Linked DNA regions of Sus scrofa: all the other regions are linked to region 1. The links are chromatin contacts, called in public HiChIP or PLAC-seq maps. All regions are on one chromosome and are shown on one strand. Each heading gives the region's core, a stretch centred on a gene start, on an enhancer-like site or on the middle of the called end of the contact. The rest is flanking DNA. Distances are from core to core; before and after follow the strand shown.

Evidence for each region. HiChIP or PLAC-seq counts read pairs in DNA pulled down with a chosen protein or histone mark.
Region 2: an H3K27ac HiChIP or PLAC-seq map of skeletal muscle shows a contact between it and region 1, with 19 times the contacts expected there. The contact joins two enhancer-like sites. A contact is called at or near these places in 2 of 47 Hi-C or Micro-C datasets (heart right ventricle and skeletal muscle) and 1 of 2 datasets of contacts at active chromatin or transcription factors (skeletal muscle).
Region 3: an H3K27ac HiChIP or PLAC-seq map of skeletal muscle shows a contact between it and region 1. The contact joins two enhancer-like sites. A contact is called at or near these places in 3 of 47 Hi-C or Micro-C datasets (embryonic fibroblasts, epiblast stem cells and omental adipose tissue) and 1 of 2 datasets of contacts at active chromatin or transcription factors (skeletal muscle).

The regions. Positions count from the first base shown.
Region 1 is chr16:65,235,463-65,238,484 of Sscrofa11.1, reverse strand. No RefSeq gene overlaps it. Among named protein-coding and RNA genes, the nearest start is that of CLINT1, 260 kb to the left of the region's middle. Within about 2 kb of position 1,489, at least 12 of the 83 cell types and tissues checked have an H3K27ac peak or open chromatin away from gene starts, as enhancers often do. A contact at or near this core is called in skeletal muscle, where this site is marked.
Region 2 is chr16:64,911,330-64,914,351 of Sscrofa11.1, reverse strand. All of the region lies in intron 4 of LOC106506547 (a long non-coding RNA gene), which reads left to right. Among named protein-coding and RNA genes, the nearest start is that of EBF1, 550 kb to the right of the region's middle. Within about 2 kb of position 1,536, at least 6 of the 83 cell types and tissues checked have an H3K27ac peak or open chromatin away from gene starts, as enhancers often do. A contact at or near this core is called in skeletal muscle, where this site is marked.
Region 3 is chr16:64,949,032-64,952,053 of Sscrofa11.1, reverse strand. The region is part of intron 4 of LOC106506547 (a long non-coding RNA gene); the gene reads left to right. Among named protein-coding and RNA genes, the nearest start is that of CLINT1, 550 kb to the left of the region's middle. Within about 2 kb of position 1,408, at least 21 of the 83 cell types and tissues checked have an H3K27ac peak or open chromatin away from gene starts, as enhancers often do. A contact at or near this core is called in skeletal muscle, where this site is marked.

The sequences.
Region 1 (3,022 bases), core at 240-2,739:
TCCTTATAAGAAGAGGAAACTTGGGCAGAAACACACACAGAGGGAACATTACATGAAAATGCAGGGAAATGGTGACACATCCTCAAGCTGAGGAGAAAGGCCTGGAATCGATTCTTCCCTCGTGGCCTTCAGAAGAAAGTCACTACCTTTATTTATTTATTTATTTATTTTTAAGGGCCACACCCATGGCACATGGAAGTTCCCAGGCTAGGGATAGAATCGGGGCTGTAGCCACTGGCCTGCACCACAGCCATAGCAATGCCAGATTTGAGCTGTGTCTGCAACCTATACCACAGCTCGTGACAGTGCCGGATCCTTAACCCACTGAGTGATGACAGGGATCGAACCCGCAACCTCATGGTTCCCAGTCGGATTCGTTTCCACTGTGCCACGACGGGAACTCCAGAAAGTCACCACCATGATCTTGGACTTCTAGCCTCCAGAAGTATAAGAAAAGAGATCTCTCATTGCTGAAGGCACCCACTGTGCCTATGGCAGTCCTAGGAGGCTTGTATACCATCCCTTGCCTCCATGGAGTCTTGCCAGGAGAGAAGCAAACAAAAATATAAAATAATCAGAGAATTCACTTTGGCTGTAAAGACCTGGTGGGTCTCATTGTCCTTATTGTCAAGGACCCAGGAAAGTAGAACTTGGAGAGCTATTGCCCTAATTCTATGGCCTTGAATGAGTCCTTAAACTTCTCTGGACCCCATATCCTAATCCATGGAGTGAGACATTTAGATTGGAGCAGAAGTCTTCAAAATACTTCTTAAGCTTCAAAATAGAAGCTTATTGAAACAAAATTTTCAAGAAGTAAAACCTGGATAAGCATAAAACTGTTTGGATAGAGGTAGAAAGTGGGGGTGTTGGGACTGTCTTCTCTCCTTTATTCCCCGGACCCTTAGCACAGCTAGGTTTACAAAGACCCCATCCCAGATCAGAGGTTTTGCAAACTCAGGGGTCTAACATCTGAGTTCATTGGACTATGATGCTCTGCAGAGAGGAGCTGTCTCTTACTTAACTTAGCATAGTGCCAGGTACACAGCAGGCACTCAGTAACTGTGAAAGGGAGGAAGGGGATGAAATGATTGAAAAAGGAAAGAGAAGCAAATATTGCTGCGGAGTTCCAGAGGGCACCTGAGCCATTCAGATATTTTTAAGATGTTCTTTTTTGTTTTTCTTTAGAAAAGTCACCTGAAGCTCCCTAGCATCAGGCAGTCTGTGGGTTCTAGAACTTTTTTGCCTTTTCGATAAACTAAGGCCGCAAACTGAAACTCAGTCACGCCTGGAGAAATAGAGGTGGTTGGAAATGGACAAATCTCCAACAAGGCCAAATTGTTAAATCACTATTTCAGACTAAATGGGGTTTGACTGGCCAACAGTTAAAAACAGGGAAGCTGGGAACTGGTTGGGAGACTAGTTTGTTTCCAGGCTCCATGGTCAGGGTTTGGCATTTCACCTGCTAGATGGCGCTGTCCTCTAAGGAAAGACGCCCGCTATGCTCCAGTGGGGCTCAGTCAAGGAAACAGGAACGACTGAAGTTGAAAAGAACTGAGGGGCAAGAGGCAGAGGGGATGGAGCACAGCCCTTTCCTCAGCAGCAGTATCTCCTTTGTGCTGGTTTTGGTTCCCTTTATAGATCTTATTTTTTGTTTCATACACCACATGTGAAAATTCACAGGGCCTTTTGCTCTGAACAGATGTGAGTAAGAAGTGTGTGTGTGTGTGTGTGGGTGTGTGTGTGTGTGTGTGTTGTGAAGGAGCAGGGCAGGTCACTGAGGTCCCACCCCAAGGCTACAACTTACAAATGTCTCAGCCCTGGTCTCAGCCCTGGTCTTTGGCCTTGACTTAAACGAGATCAGTGGGAAAAGGAAACGGTCCTTTCTCCATGCTGCCTGCCAAGCGGGATGCCTCAGACTTCTCATGGCTTTATTCTAAAGCCTTCTAGCTCAGCTCCAAGCTGCACGGCGAAATTGCTTATAGGGACCAAGACCCCCTTTCTCTGGGCAATGTTAATATTAGACTGACATGCTGGCTCTGGGTCTGCATGTGAAATCAGGGATGCAGCCTGCAACTACTCCCACTCTATCAGCAGCCAGAAGGAAGGAAAACAAAGATAAGGTTAGGGGGATGGAAACCGGGAGAGGGGACCTAGGAGGAGGGATGGGAGGGCTGAGGAAAGACAGGAGACAAAGGAACAAAGAACAGAGGTGAAGGGTGAAGGGGATGGGGAGGGTGAGAGGGGCGCATGGGACCAGGTGTCCAGAGGGAAAGGAAAGGGCCGTGCAGGGAAGCCATGGTGGAGGAGAGAGGATGGACCAGCGGGGGAACAAGAAGACCAGGAAGCCAGAGTGGTGCTTTCAAGTCGGTGCTAATGCCGGGAAACTTAAAAGGCAGGGGAAGGAGGCTCTGCCAGGCAAACAGGAAAACAGAGGGAGAGGAAGTCTAGTAATTAGAGAAAACCTGACCAAAAGGAGAGGAAAACCTCTGTGATGGAGAGGTGGCAGAAAAGCAAGGCAGGAGATTGAGATCATGGCTAGCAAGCTTTGAAGCAGGAGGGTTGAAGCAAGGGAGGCAGAGAGCAGAGCTGGGAAGGAAAAAAAGAAAAAAGAAAAAAGGAGAAGGAACGAGCAAAACACAATGCACTAGACAGCAAGGGAACAGGGAGAGAACCATTGAAAGAATGCTTACCTTAGAGCCGTAAAAACCGGAACGTGTGTATTTTGGCCTGTGGCCATTGTCCAGGAAACACAGTGTGGCTTTTAAGCAAATTGTGGAGAGGTTGTGTCCACACGTTAGTAGCTTGCCCTGGTCTGCTGGTTGGAAATGCAGCTGCTCTGAGCTGCCCACTTGTTGGCTGGCAGCCTGCTATTGGGAACATCAGAAGGAACCCACTGTCCACACCTAAGCTCATCCCCACTCGATTTATGGTGCTCTAAGTTCAGAGGCAGCAGCTTCTCTTCTAGGGCAATCACTTCCCTTAGCAGCCCAAAGAGTTGAGATGTTGATCCTGTGGGGTGACC
Region 2 (3,022 bases), core at 287-2,786, 320 kb after region 1:
GCACATGACAGGGTCTAGCCCATCTAGAGGAGTAGCGTTTTAAAAGTCCAGATTAAAAGCCTGTGCTTGGTGAAAATGTATGGTTTGAATTCCATGTAGGCAAAAACCACGTGTGTTTTCTTGGAGAATATATGTATTGACAGCGGGTAGCACAGGAGCTGGTGCATGGCAAGTGCTCAGTAGTATCTATTGAATGGATGAGGTGCTGCTGGATTGACAGGTCTCTCTGCAGCAGCATCAGGACAGACCAAACCAGTCTCCTGCAGGAATCCTTCCTAAGCCACTCGTTTCTCTACAGTCACCCAAGAAGCTGGGGTGTGGCTCTCTTTTAATACCATGTCATTCTACTTTTCAAAGACAATTGTGATTCTATCAATCTGTCCAGCAAGCACAGTAGACTTTGAGCTCTCAGAGAGGAATTTTTCTGATTGGTTGCTTTTAACAAACAAGCGCTCAATAAATTTATTTTTAAACGAGTGAAAAAAAAAAAAAAGAAAAAATGATAATAACCTTGTACGAGGGCACAGCACTTCAAGGTTTTCCCAAGTTTTTTTCCGGATGTTGCTTTATTGATACTATAACATCCTGTGAGTAGGCAGAATAGAACAATTACTCTTCTAAACAGCTAAAACAGTGCCTGGCAAGTTGAGGACATAAACTGTTTTGTTGATTTAATTATTAGTTAATCATCCCATTTCACAGAAGAAGAAACACGCCTATAGAATTTACCCAGTACCATTGAGTTTCTGTTGGTATCATGTCCATTTACACTATGTTACCTCTGTTAATAGTTCCTCAACTTTTAAAAATGCTTTGTTGTATATCCTTTCATTTATCCCCATAACATCTTTACTGAATGGGCAAGTATTTTTACTCATGTTGTAAGGAGTCCTAAGACTATGACACAGAAAGTTTTAGTAACATGCTTGAAGGGTATACAGGGACTTGAGAGAAAAGCTGGTATTAAAATTTACATTGTTTAAGGATTCCAAGGTTAAACTGTACATTGTATATGATTACACAGTGTTTTACTTACTTACTCATTCCTTCAGAGGGAGAGAGGATCACAACAGCTAAGGGAAAGCATTGCACCATGGCACACTCAAAAATATCTCCCAAATATTGTCATAAATCCCTCAAGCTTGTTTCTTTCACTTGAAACACCTTAAAACCTGCTGGTGATCAGAATTCGTACTTTGCCACTTAAGTCTGCTAAAGATTGGAGTTGAAGTTTCAAATATAAAATTACAGGAAATTACCTCCTTGCTCTTTTGTGAGTGGAATTTTGATTTTTTAATCATCTGAGAAGGTGCTAGTTTTCCATGAATGTGGAAATTCCATGATTTTTCTTTTCCTTGGACTCTAACATTTCAAAATGGCCACAAGACTCCTGGAGGAATTATGAAAAGGATACAGAATTAAGCATGATGACTTTTAAATTTATGTTGTAAAATCCAATGTTATTCCCAGCACAGTGCCTCATTTCCGATGAGAAGTGTGCTGCCAGCTTCCCACTTTTTCTACGGACGATATCACCACTCATTTTATTAAAGCCACCAGACACTCATGGAAACATGCATGATGTCGTTTTCTAATGTGCGGGAAAAGAATGTTGGAAGTGGGAGCTAGTTAACATTTCTTAAACATGTTTTTTTTATTCTTGCCTTTCCCTTTTGACCTTCCTGAGGATGCATGTGGGTGTTAAATTGTTACCAAAGGGAGGAGCCGTTGTAACTACAACGGGATCCACACACACAAAGACACACTTTCCCACACACAGGACTTGGCTCTATTACGCTTTAATGGAATGCTGAATGGAAAAGATGCAGGGTGTTTTTGATCTGTACAGAAATCCAGCCAGTAGAGCGTCCATCATTTTCTTTTTTACAGCAGCCAGATTAACATTTGGGTTGGAAGACAGTGTGTGAGGGGAGGGAGTGTGACTGGCAAATATTTTTCCTCTCTTTTAAATCTTATAAACATAATGTATTCTGTTTATAAACATTTAACTAATAAAGAAGAATGTAAAATGAAAAGTAGAAGTCTCCCCTTTCCCCATCTCATCGACTTCCTAAGTATAACCCATTAAATAGATTGACGTTTATGTAGAATTTTTTTCTAATTGAAGAACCACTGATTGAAATTCTGCAGTTTGTGTTAGTCAATCTCATTTGTGGGTGAGCGTTTGGTACGAAAATATATATCTTATGTACATAACGATCCTGTATCTTGCTTTTGTTCATTTAAAAGTGTTTTCTGGGTGCATTTCTGTCAGAGTGAAATTCCAGACTTAGCCCATTCTTTTGCTTTTAGTGGTTTTTTTGTTTGTTTGTTTGTTTGTTTTTTTTGTTTTTTTTGTTTTTTTTTTTTAACAGCCACACCTGCAGCATGTAGAAGTTCCTGGGCTAGAGGTTTGAATCAGAGCTACAGCTGGGGCCTACCCTACAGCTACAGCAACACTGGATCTGAGCTGCATCTGTGACCTACACTGCAGCTGTGGCAACACCATATCCTTAATGTACTGAGGGAGGCCAGGGATTGACCTGCTTCCTCACAGAGATAACCTCACGTCTTTAACCCAGTGAGCCTCAACAGGAACTCCACAGGCCATTCTTTTAAAGGGTTTCATTGTATTGGCTGTGCCTTATTCTTATTCTTATTATTTGTCTTTTGTCTTTCTAGGGCCACACCGAGGCATATAGAGGTTCCCAGGCTAGGGAACGATTCTGAGCTGTAGCTTACAGCCTATACCACAGCCACAGCCGCAGCCACAACAATGTGGGATCCGAGCCACATCTGTGACCTACACCACAGCTCACAGAAACACCAGATCCTTAACCCACTGAGCAAGGCCGGGGATCAAACCCCTATCCTCATGGTTACTAGTCAGCTTCGTTAACCCCTAGGCCATGAGGGGAACTCAGATTCTTTAATTAATTCACTCTGGATGATCACCTGATTGCTTCCAACATCCAGTGTTACTCACTGTCACCATGGATCTTTGTCTTTACACGTGAGGGTT
Region 3 (3,022 bases), core at 159-2,658, 290 kb after region 1:
TACATATAATACTCCCACCTTCCTGGAAGTTAGAATTTTGTTTGAGATCACAGGGCTGAGTTAGAAAAGAGTACCCTGATTCCAGGGATCCAGAGTGAAAGGGGCCTCTTCTCCTTTACAGATATGATTCACTGTAGTAAACAAAGATTGTTTTCTGCTGAATCTAAACATCCATCTCTGCCTCTGAAGCATTATTCTGATCCAAGAATCATGTCACAGGTGGAGACTTGTCCCTGGGAAAGTAAGTCTCTGCTGACATACAAATGTAATCAGTAATAAAGAAAGATGGGGAAGCCACGTGATCCAGGAAGTTGCTCCTGTTCCTATCAGATCTGCTTTTCAGTTGCAAAAACAAGTTAGCTCGATTATTCTTCTCTCTTCTGTGAAATCCTTTTCTTAATTTTACCAGGGTCCAGAAAGCGACATGAGACCCTGGCGAAGGCTTTAGAGAATGATCGTTTCTGGATTCTGCCGCAAACTCCAAATGCCACTTCCTGGTTCAGAAGCAAGAGGCTTGGGAGAAAATGAGTTTAAGCTCATAAAAACACTCAAAGGGCACACTGGTCATCAAACAGCTCTGAGCAAACTGCATTTACAAATGAATCTGAAAACATGTGGATTCAATTTTCTTTGAAATGCCCAGAGGTTAAAAAATTAAGGGGAGAATGTTTGGCAGACAGAGCCTGGGGTTTGGCTATGTGCACAAATTTCTGAAAAATAAATTGATTGTTTTGCCAGAGAGAAAGTATTACCTGGTCCCCCTTCTCAATCACATCTCTAACTTAATTATCAGTGGCCCCATTTCTCATTGTGCTTGCAAAGTGGACAAGAGGGTTGAGTTCATTTAAGAGAAAGCAAGTTTTACTCATTTGCAGGGTGGCCTTCTGCGTGGCCGACTCAGACCCTCAGTACTGTCGTGGGTTTCAACCCAGTGACAAGGTCGGGAGAAAACGGTCTGCAGGCAAAATCGTTTCCCCTCTGCCTCTTGCCTCCCATCATCCTCCACTCATCAAGTTTTACCCCACTTTTTTTCCTTCTGCCCCCCCCAAATAATACCTTTTTTATGACCAAATAAACACAGGCAAATGTGGAACTGTTTTAGAGCAAATCCAAACTGTTTTAAAAGATCATGAAAATAGAGTGGGTGGGGAAAAACTCCATCTGTGAAAAAGCAGTGATTAGCCTTAAAACAATGTGAGGCCAACAGCACAGAGTCCCATTACGAGATGATGTGTGGTGCCTGTAAGTGGCTGTTCCTGGTCTCTGAGGTAGCACAGCTGTCACGTGGTTCTGTTGTTGCCATGGCGATAATCTGTAATTGTGCAGAAAATCCACAGAACTCCTGAGCAACTCCTTAGTGGATTGGGCTGAAAGAAAATCAAATCCATGAAAGCCCTGAATTGATGGGGTTATGAAAGCGCATTGGCCAAGCTGGTCCAGTGGAAGCCGACCTGATTTTGTGGATTTCCTTCCCCTGGCCCCTGTCTAGCTTGGGTGAACTCCATCTTTATGTATATCTTTCACACTTGCGTGTTTGTAACTAGTGAGAGGTATAAATCCTGGTCAGCTGGGGAAACGCTTCAGCTCCTTAGAATTCTGAGCACACAGTTTGGAATCTTCAGGATGGGAATACTAGCACTGAGGACCAAGGCCTGATTTGTACACATAGGTGAAAAAAGATCAGAGGGTCCACAGGGCCGGGTGGGTCTTTCTTCTCCAGCAATGGCACCAAGAACACATCCTGGGCAGGAGACTAGAACAGCGAGGGTGTGTTGTTCCTGGGGTAACTTGGCAACCGAGTACACACACATGCACAGCACACCCATCTGAAGACGTGCCAAGGCTCGCCTGCTTTAAGGCAAAGCTAATACAAACCATTCCCCAAATACAGCCGGGAAACAGAGGGTAGGTAGCAGTTCTCTCTCCTGCTCTAGATGCTGCCTGACATTTATGCATGTATCAGCCATCAACTCCAAATGGTTGAGGCCATGAGTGAGTGTGGGGGCCCCTGACAGAAAATTGAGCAGGAAGAGGAGCCAGACAAATCGCTCTCATGTTCCAAACTTCATTGAGAATCCCATGGGAATGTAGCTTTCGAGGAGATCCCATGAGAACATCTGGGATGAAGATGCTCACGCCAGGCCCTAAACCCAGACTCATTAGTAATAATGCTTCGTTTTTTGCTCATTTATTTATTTATCCTCTCATATACCACAAGTATGATTTGCATTCCTTTTGCCCATTTTCCTAGTGGGAGCAGGAAAAGGAAGATCGAGAACGAGCATGAAGCTGTATACCGGGTGCTTTCTCTTAGACACCCTCTCATTTGAGGTTAATTCATGGCAGGCAACCCTTGCCTTAATTTAGGCAGAAAGGAATGTAACATAGGAGAAAGGAGGGCTCATGGATTTGGAGAAAGTTTTGAGAATCAGGGTAGGAATCAGATAAGAATCTTACAGCTTTAGGATCTGTGTAGCAAGAAAGAATATGAACAGTCTGCTCCGAGTTTATTACTAGAATATGTAGCTATTTGTCATCTTTCTCAAGATTCAAAGTCTTGGTGGGGTGAAAGGTCAACAGGCCTAATTTGGACCCTGAACTTAATCGCCTCTTTGAAAGGCTGACATGAGAGAGGAAGACGGGAGATGGTTGCCCTTAAATTAGAGTCTCATCGGGATCCCATGAAGTGGATGAGAGGGGATTTCTCAGGACAACAGTGAAAGTGCACTTGTGGGGGGAAAGGTATTGATATGGTGATAGTCACAGTTTTGGCTTGGGGAAGGGAGAGTCCAACAGCGAGTGTCCCCAATACGGCTTGAAGGGAAAGTTGACTTATGGTAGAACGCCTGAGCAAAGGCTTGCTGAGGAAAATAGCAGAGGGAGGGTAGGTGGATGGAAAGTGAGGGAGAGTCTAGAAAATACTGTGTTTGGCATCCTCTTCATGAAAGACTCTAACGAAGAAACAGCCACCTGGTTTGATACCACACCATGCTAATGGGACAGGCTCCCTGCTGGTCAAAGC